Regions from separate parts of the Sus scrofa genome. Here region 2 is linked to region 1. Evidence: chromatin contacts called from public Hi-C data. All regions are on one chromosome and are shown on one strand. The core of a region is the stretch at or near the end of the contact, and the rest is flanking DNA. Distances in the headings are between cores, read along the strand shown. Region 1 holds the start of WIPF3 (WAS/WASL-interacting protein family member 3). Region 2 has its middle 72 kb from the start of WIPF3.

The links. Hi-C and Micro-C count contacts between places; a contact is called where the count stands out from the background.
Region 2: a contact with region 1 is called in a Hi-C map of skeletal muscle, with 6 times the contacts expected there. The contact joins the enhancer-like site here to the promoter of WIPF3 in region 1. A contact is called at or near these places in 4 of 47 Hi-C or Micro-C datasets (embryonic fibroblasts, psoas muscle and skeletal muscle) and 1 of 2 datasets of contacts at active chromatin or transcription factors (skeletal muscle).

What each region holds. Positions count from the first base shown.
Region 1 is chr18:43,023,920-43,027,351 of Sscrofa11.1, forward strand. WIPF3 (WAS/WASL-interacting protein family member 3) reads right to left here and starts at 1,258. Exons shown (of 8, transcript XM_021078574.1): 1 at 1-1,258.
Region 2 is chr18:43,095,572-43,099,105 of Sscrofa11.1, forward strand. No RefSeq gene overlaps it. Among named protein-coding and RNA genes, the nearest start is that of WIPF3, 72 kb to the left of the region's middle. Within about 2 kb of position 2,155, at least 3 of the 83 cell types and tissues checked have an H3K27ac peak or open chromatin away from gene starts, as enhancers often do. A contact at or near this core is called in skeletal muscle, where this site is marked.

The sequences.
Region 1 (3,432 bases), core at 8-2,507:
GAATTGAACTCCCCAATGATATACCTTTTTTTAGGAATGTGCATAGGACTGCATATTTACAACGGGCTAGTTCCCACACAACATGATTTTAGCATTAGCCAATAAATCATTTTAAGCTGCAAAATTTTAAGATCTTTAAAGTCTCCTCCCAAATTTACAAATAATTAATAACAGGAATAAAGAGCCAACAGAAATAACATCTTACCCAAGAGTATGAATTTTTTTTTGGCCACACCTGTGGCATGTGCAAGTTTCTGGGCCAGGGATGGAACCCTCACCACAGCTGTGGCCTGCACCACAGCTGAGGTTTTAAGCCAGATCCTTAACCCGCTGCACTCAGGAGAACTCTGAGCATAAATTTTTTTGTAAAAATCTGGCATTATAATCTCAGGCACATATTATGGTCAGGAATTAGGGGGTGAAAGTGATTTGTAATTTTTTTTCTAGCTACAAGGTAAACAATATAATGAACTGCATTCTTCTGTTTAAAGAAGCAACTGGAACCCTATCTATCTCTGACGTCCTTGAGTGGGGGTGGAGTTATACATCTCATCTGCTCGATTTTTAAATTTATTGCCAAAATGCATCCCTGGCTCCCTGACCTTGCCCATCCCACGCCTTTCAGGTCAGGGCTCTGAGGAATGGTGCATATCCTTGGAATCATGATTTTAGTTTGCATACTTTACTGAGCACAAGCCTCAGTGCATTCTTGACAATTCCACATGACAGACTTGCTGATAAACATCTTCCATATCAGCAGGAGGCTCTAAGTCACAGCAGGTTTAGGTGACGAAGTTCAACTTGCTGGGCTAAATTGAACATTTCTTCTTTGACCTCTGCCTTTTTTTTTTTTTTTCCTGTGCCACTGTCAGCCCTGATGATTTTCCACTAGAGGGCGCTCTCTCACCTGATACTAGTAAGGTATCCATCAATCCTCTCCTCTGAGGTAGAAAAGATCAAATAACTTCATGGCTAAGGGGACAGCAGCTTCACAGGTTTTAGGCAAAAGGACATCTGAGGACATAGTCACTTGCACACTGCAGACCATATTATACCATGACGGTTAATTCTACGCCATCTGCAATATATGTCAACAATGCATCCGTAATTTGCTTTCTTAAAAATCTACAACCCTAAGAAAGTCTTGTTACCACGGTTACAGGATACAGAGATAAGAAAGAAGACTTTCAGATATTCACTGAGTCTTTTATTCTATGTCAATCCTGATTATTGGCAACTTTACTAATAATATAATCAAGAGGAAAAAAAAAAAAAAAAAGAGTTCCCATCATGGCACAGCAAAGACTAATCCGACTAGGAACCATGAGGTTGCAGGTTCGATCCCTGGCCTCACTCAGTGGGGTGAGGATCTGGCGTTGCTGTGAGCTGTGGTGTAGGTTATAGACGCAGCTCAGACTTGGCATTGCTGTGGCTCTGGCATAGGCCGGCAGCTGCAGCTCCGATTAGACCCCTAGCCTGGGAACCTCCATATGCTGCAGGTGCGGCCCTAAAAAGACAAAAGGCAAAAAAAAAAAAAAAAAAAAAGAAAAGAAAAGAAAAGAAAAGAAAGAGAGAGATCACTACTGAACCCTTTTCCCATAGCAAATATATCCACCAAACACGTCTCCCGGTCTCCCTACACACAGGAAAAACTGAAATGTCATGTCAAAGTTTGCTCCTGTTCTTTCTTAACATCATTGTTGGGTGTGACAATTTGTTGGGTTCCACACAAAGCTACTCTTAACTCAGTTCTCCTAGAGCAAGCTTCTAATGGAATAACCTGGATCCTGAAAGGATGCAAAGTAGCAGAAGTCATGCAAATGAGCCCATCCCCCAGCCAGGCAAAGGCTGAAAATCTCAAGCGAACCAGGAAGATTACGAAGAGTAGTAACTGGGCCAAGGGCCAGGAGGTGTCTGTCCTGTCTTGATAAATTATGAAAGCTTTTGCATACCCATTTGCTGTTCCAACAAATGAGCTGATCAGGTTTCAGTATGGTTTGGGGGAGGGGGTGGCAGTCCAGCCCAAATGGAATGAAGTGCATGTCCTCCTGCTCTTTGTGACCCTGCCACCCTGTGCCATCACTACACCTGTCCATCTGATTGATAGTGGTTTCTGGGAGAAACACTAATCAAAATCTAGTGGGTGGGTTCAAATCTAGCAGGTTGTTTGTCTCATGGATAATCCTAAACCCTATCATTCCAGTACGATTTCAGCTTTGCAGTCTCCTAAAGGTACCTTCTCCAATGTGGCTGCTAAACCTCAAGTTAGTAGTCAGGTTTCCAGGTCCACAGAGGGCTCCTTCGCCCAGCCCTCACCCTCCTCCTGCCTCCTCCAAACGTGGTATCAGCAGCCAGGGTACCAGCATTTCATTACCACATCTGAATCTCAAGGACGGCCAGAACTGGCCCTGCCTTCCTCCTGCTGCTGCCATCTTTATGTAGGAGAACAGAGGGCCTGAGATCCCAAAGAGGGACAGGAAGTATTTTCAGAGAAAACAAACTCACCCCTGTCAGGCCAGACACAATGTTCCCCACAGCCTGAACATACACAAGTCAGGCTGTTCTAGGATGAGGCATTTGGAGATCTAACAGTTTTAGTTCTCATTTTCAGAAATCCAAATATGCAAATAAAAATAGACCTTCTAACCTTTTTTTTTCAAGCCTAATTTTTAAACAACTATCTACAGACCCTGGACTGTTATTCTGGAGTAGAGCTGCCTCACAGCACCACTTCCTGATCAGGAGGTACAGAGGAGCTAGGACCCTTCAGCTGGGGCTACAGGCTACCGGGGAGTCTGGTCCTACCCTCTGCACCCAAGAGGAAGTCCATCCACCAGTCATCTCATCCCCTGGCATCCGTTTGGTTACCATGTGCTGGCAGCGAACTCCCTGCCCCAGGAACTTTCCCTCTTCCTTGATCTCAACGGCCATTCAATCACAAACTCCTGTTGATCCTTCCCGAGTGATGACTCTGGACTCTGGCTCCTTTTCTCCATCCCTGTGATGCAGACGTAATGCAGGCCACCAGCACCTCTGGATTCCTCACCTGGTCTTCGTGCCTCTTGCCCTGCCCACCTCCACACAGCCACCAGAGTGACCAGTGTAAGGGACACTTATCATGACCCTTCCCTCCATAAAAGTCTCTGCTGACTCCTCACTGCCCTCGAGATCAAGGGCAAATCCCTTCACGTTGCACAAGGTGCTTAGTGACCAGCCCAGACCTTCCACTTCCTGAGTCTTTCGTGCTGGAGCTCACCTCTGGACCTTAGCTCAATCAAGCTAATCTCTCTGCTCTTTTTACACTTCTCTCTTGGCTATTTTCCAGGAAGCCTCCTGATCCTGGAAGGCCAGATAAGAAGCCTTTTTTGTTGTTGTTCCTGGAACAGCATGCTTACCCATAGCAGAGTACTTGCCACCAGATCAAGTTCAAGA
Region 2 (3,534 bases), core at 905-3,404, 73 kb after region 1:
CAAACATGTAGTCCATAACAGATGGGTAATTTTAAATCTAAGGTCCCCTTTTCCTGTCTGTGGGAAGTCTGTGAACCCCCCAAATTTTAAGAAGATGTAGAAATACAATTGTGTGATGGTGCACACAGAGGCCTCCTTTTCATCAGATTTCAATTATCCAAAAGTTCTAGATAATAAAAATCACAAAAAGGAGTCCCAGTGAGGATGGAGTGGGCAGCCCCCTTGGAGGCAGTGGGAGCATTTGCTGTCGTCCTCAGCTCCTGGTCGTCCTCTTTGTGCTGTTGGCGAACCCCCAGGGTCCTCCCAGTATTCTGTTAATATCCTTCACTTCAGCAACATGCTTTCTTTTCTCTTGTGATTACAGGGAAGACTAAGAATAGTCATAATAAATAATCAAGGCCCCTGGTAAATAAAATATAAAGTACAGAATGTTCTTCTGAGCTTTTTTTCCTAATTCTCGTCCCACATGTTTCTCCTCTTTTGTGTTGTACACGCATCCCACAGCAGTGAGCAGCCTTCAGACTGGTTCAAAATTGTGTGCAGACGTTATTATGATAAATACAGAATCTCTGGGAAGCAAGAAACACAAGCTGCGTTTGTTTCGTGAGAAGCCCAATAACAAGAACTGTAGTGAAGGTTACTGAACGAAGCTGTTATAGGTCAAAGAAAGGAGGTGTGGAAAGGGGAAGGGGAGGCCGGAGAGAGGGGAAATTGGAAGCAGCAGAAGAAGGCACGGGGCAACAACTGGGAGTGTGGGTTTTTGACAAATAGAGCGTTTCCATAGTTGTGTGTCAGGTAGATCCAGAAGGGGTCCTGTCTTGGAGGCAGCCCGGTAAGTGTGCGCCCCTGTCAGGGAGGGAAACAGCTGGTGTCTCTCATTCCCCATCAGGGGTTACTGAGTTTTCATATCAAAGCTTGGCCTCTGGACTGGCAGAACTGGCACCACCTGGGAGCTTAGAAATGCAGTATTTCAGACCCCTGGCCTCCTGAATCAAAATGTCTGGGTCATGAGATTCCCCCAGTGATCTGTATGCACATTTGAGATTGAGAAGCACTGACCAAGGGGACACTCAGGCAGGTGGCAGAGGGACGGGTAATGTGGGTCGCAATGAAACGGCGAGAACCATGACCAGAAGCAGCCAGGAACCGAAATGACTGGAGAGGTTTGGCTGGCACGAAAACAAAGCAGTGCAGCAGCATGGTTAGGGACAGTTCAAATGCCATCTCTGCCACTCTCCAGCTGGGGGGCCTTGGGCAGTGACCGAAACTCTTTGGGCTTCAAAATCATCATCTTTAAAACAGTAACAGTTTTTGTTGTGGCACAATGGAAACGAGTCCGACTGGGAGCCATGAGGTTGTGGGTTCGATCCCTGGCCTCGATCAGTGGGTTAAGGATCTGGTGTTGCCATGAGCTGTGGTGAGGGTCGCAGATGCAGCTCAGATCTGGTGTTGCTGTGGCTCTGGTGTAGGCAAGCCGCTATGGGTCCAATTAGGCCCTGGGAACCTCCATATGCCTCGGGTGTGGCCCTAAAAAGACAAAAAAAAAAAAAAAAGGAGTAACAGCCACGTCACCCCCCCTCAGAGGGTAGTTGTAAAGAAAATGGAGTTTACGTGTGTAAAATCCAAGAACTGTTCCTAGGTGGTGGTTACAATTGCTATTATTTTTTTTTGAATTTTAATATATAATTTTTTGCTTTTTAGAGCCACACCTGTGACATATAGAAGTTCCCATGCTAGGGGTTGAATCGAAGCTGCAGCTGCTCCCCTACAGCAACCCAGGATCCAAGCTGCATCTGCGACCTACACCACAGCTCACAGTGACACTGGATCCTTAACCCCCTGAGCGAAGCCAGGGATCAAATGTGCATTCTCATGGATGCTAGTTAGGTTCATAACCCACTGAGCCACAACGGGAACTCCCTGTTATTTTTATTATGTATCTGGCTTCAGCAAGTCCACTGAGGGTGATGAAACTAGAAGCAGAGGACGCAGTTTCCAAGTTTCAGAGTCACATCAGGTTGGGAAGAGAAGCAGAGGCATCTTTGGCTCAGGCCCCAGGACAAAAACAGCTGATTTCATCCCTGTGTAAGCAGCTCTCCTGTTTACCAAGGGCCCTAATAATAACCAGCCCTGGCATCTGTTCCACATTTCACCCCACCTGGCTCCAGCTCACTCAGTGCTGCCCCACGCATGTCTCCCCTTCCTCCTCCTCCTTCCTGCCTGTGGGCGTGGACGCAGGTCGTCTGCGCCCTGAACAGCTGGCTAGTAGGATAAATAGGAAAGTGTGTGACCCAGCTCCAGGGGTCAAAGGAAGCCCTGGCTCTGCCTGCGATCATAAGACCGCACTTCTCTGTCAAACCACTACTCAACCTGCATTGACTGGCAGTGTAATTAGAGAATATCACCCATTGTGGGCACCAGCACTCCCCAGCATTGGCCAGAACTTAGAGAATCACTTAGTTCCTGCTTCCTACAGCTCTCAGCCTTGAATTTACAAGGATTTAAAAAGATTGATAACTTTTTTTTTTAGAATGTATCTACAATTTATTAAGTAAAAAATAGTTTAAATAAAAAACTGTACATACAGTAAATCCATTTGGGTAAAACATGAAAAGGATATTTTCACAAAGGAAAAATATTTAGAACAGTACAGGAGTTCCCATTGTGGCTCAGTGGTAATGAACCTGACTAGTATCCATGTGCATGTGGGTTTGATCCCTGGCCGTGCTCATTGGGTTAAAGGATCCGGCATTGTGGCAGACATGGCTTGGACCCCTAGCTGCTGTGGCTGTGGTATAGGTTGACAGCTGCAGCTCCAATTTGACCCCTAGCAAGAAAAGAACAGTACACCCCCAAACATCAACAATGGCTCTCTTTGACTGGTAGAAATATGGATAATTTTATTTTCTTTTGATTTTTTGTTTTCAAACTTCTCTATAATTTCATTGGCATCATATTTACTTATTTTTATTTATTTTATTTTATTTTTTAATTACTTATATGAGTTTATCACATCTGTAGTTCTATAATGATCATAACAATCCAATTTCACAGGATTTCCATCCCATAACCCAAGCACATCCGCCCACCCCCCAAACTGTCTCCTCCGGAGACCATAAGTTTTTCAATGTCTATGAGTCAGCATCTGTTCTGCAAAGAAGTTCAGTCTGTCCTTTTTTCAGATTCCACATGTCAGTGAAAGCATTCGATGTTGGTGTCTCATTGTATGGCTGACTTCATAAGTGAAGTCATGATAATTTCTAGGTCCATCCATGTTGCTAAAAATGCCGGTATTTCATTCTTTTTGATGGCTGAGTAATATTCCATTGTGTATATGTACCACATCTTCTTGATCCACTCCTCTGTCGATGGACATTGAGGTTGTTTCCATGTCTTGGCTATTGTAAATAGTGCTGCAATGAACATCAGAGTACATGTGTCTTGGCGAGTAGTGGTTTTCTCTGGATAGATAGATGCCCAGGAGTGGGCTTGCTGGGTCAAATGGTAGTTCTATTTTTAGTTTTCTTATTTTTA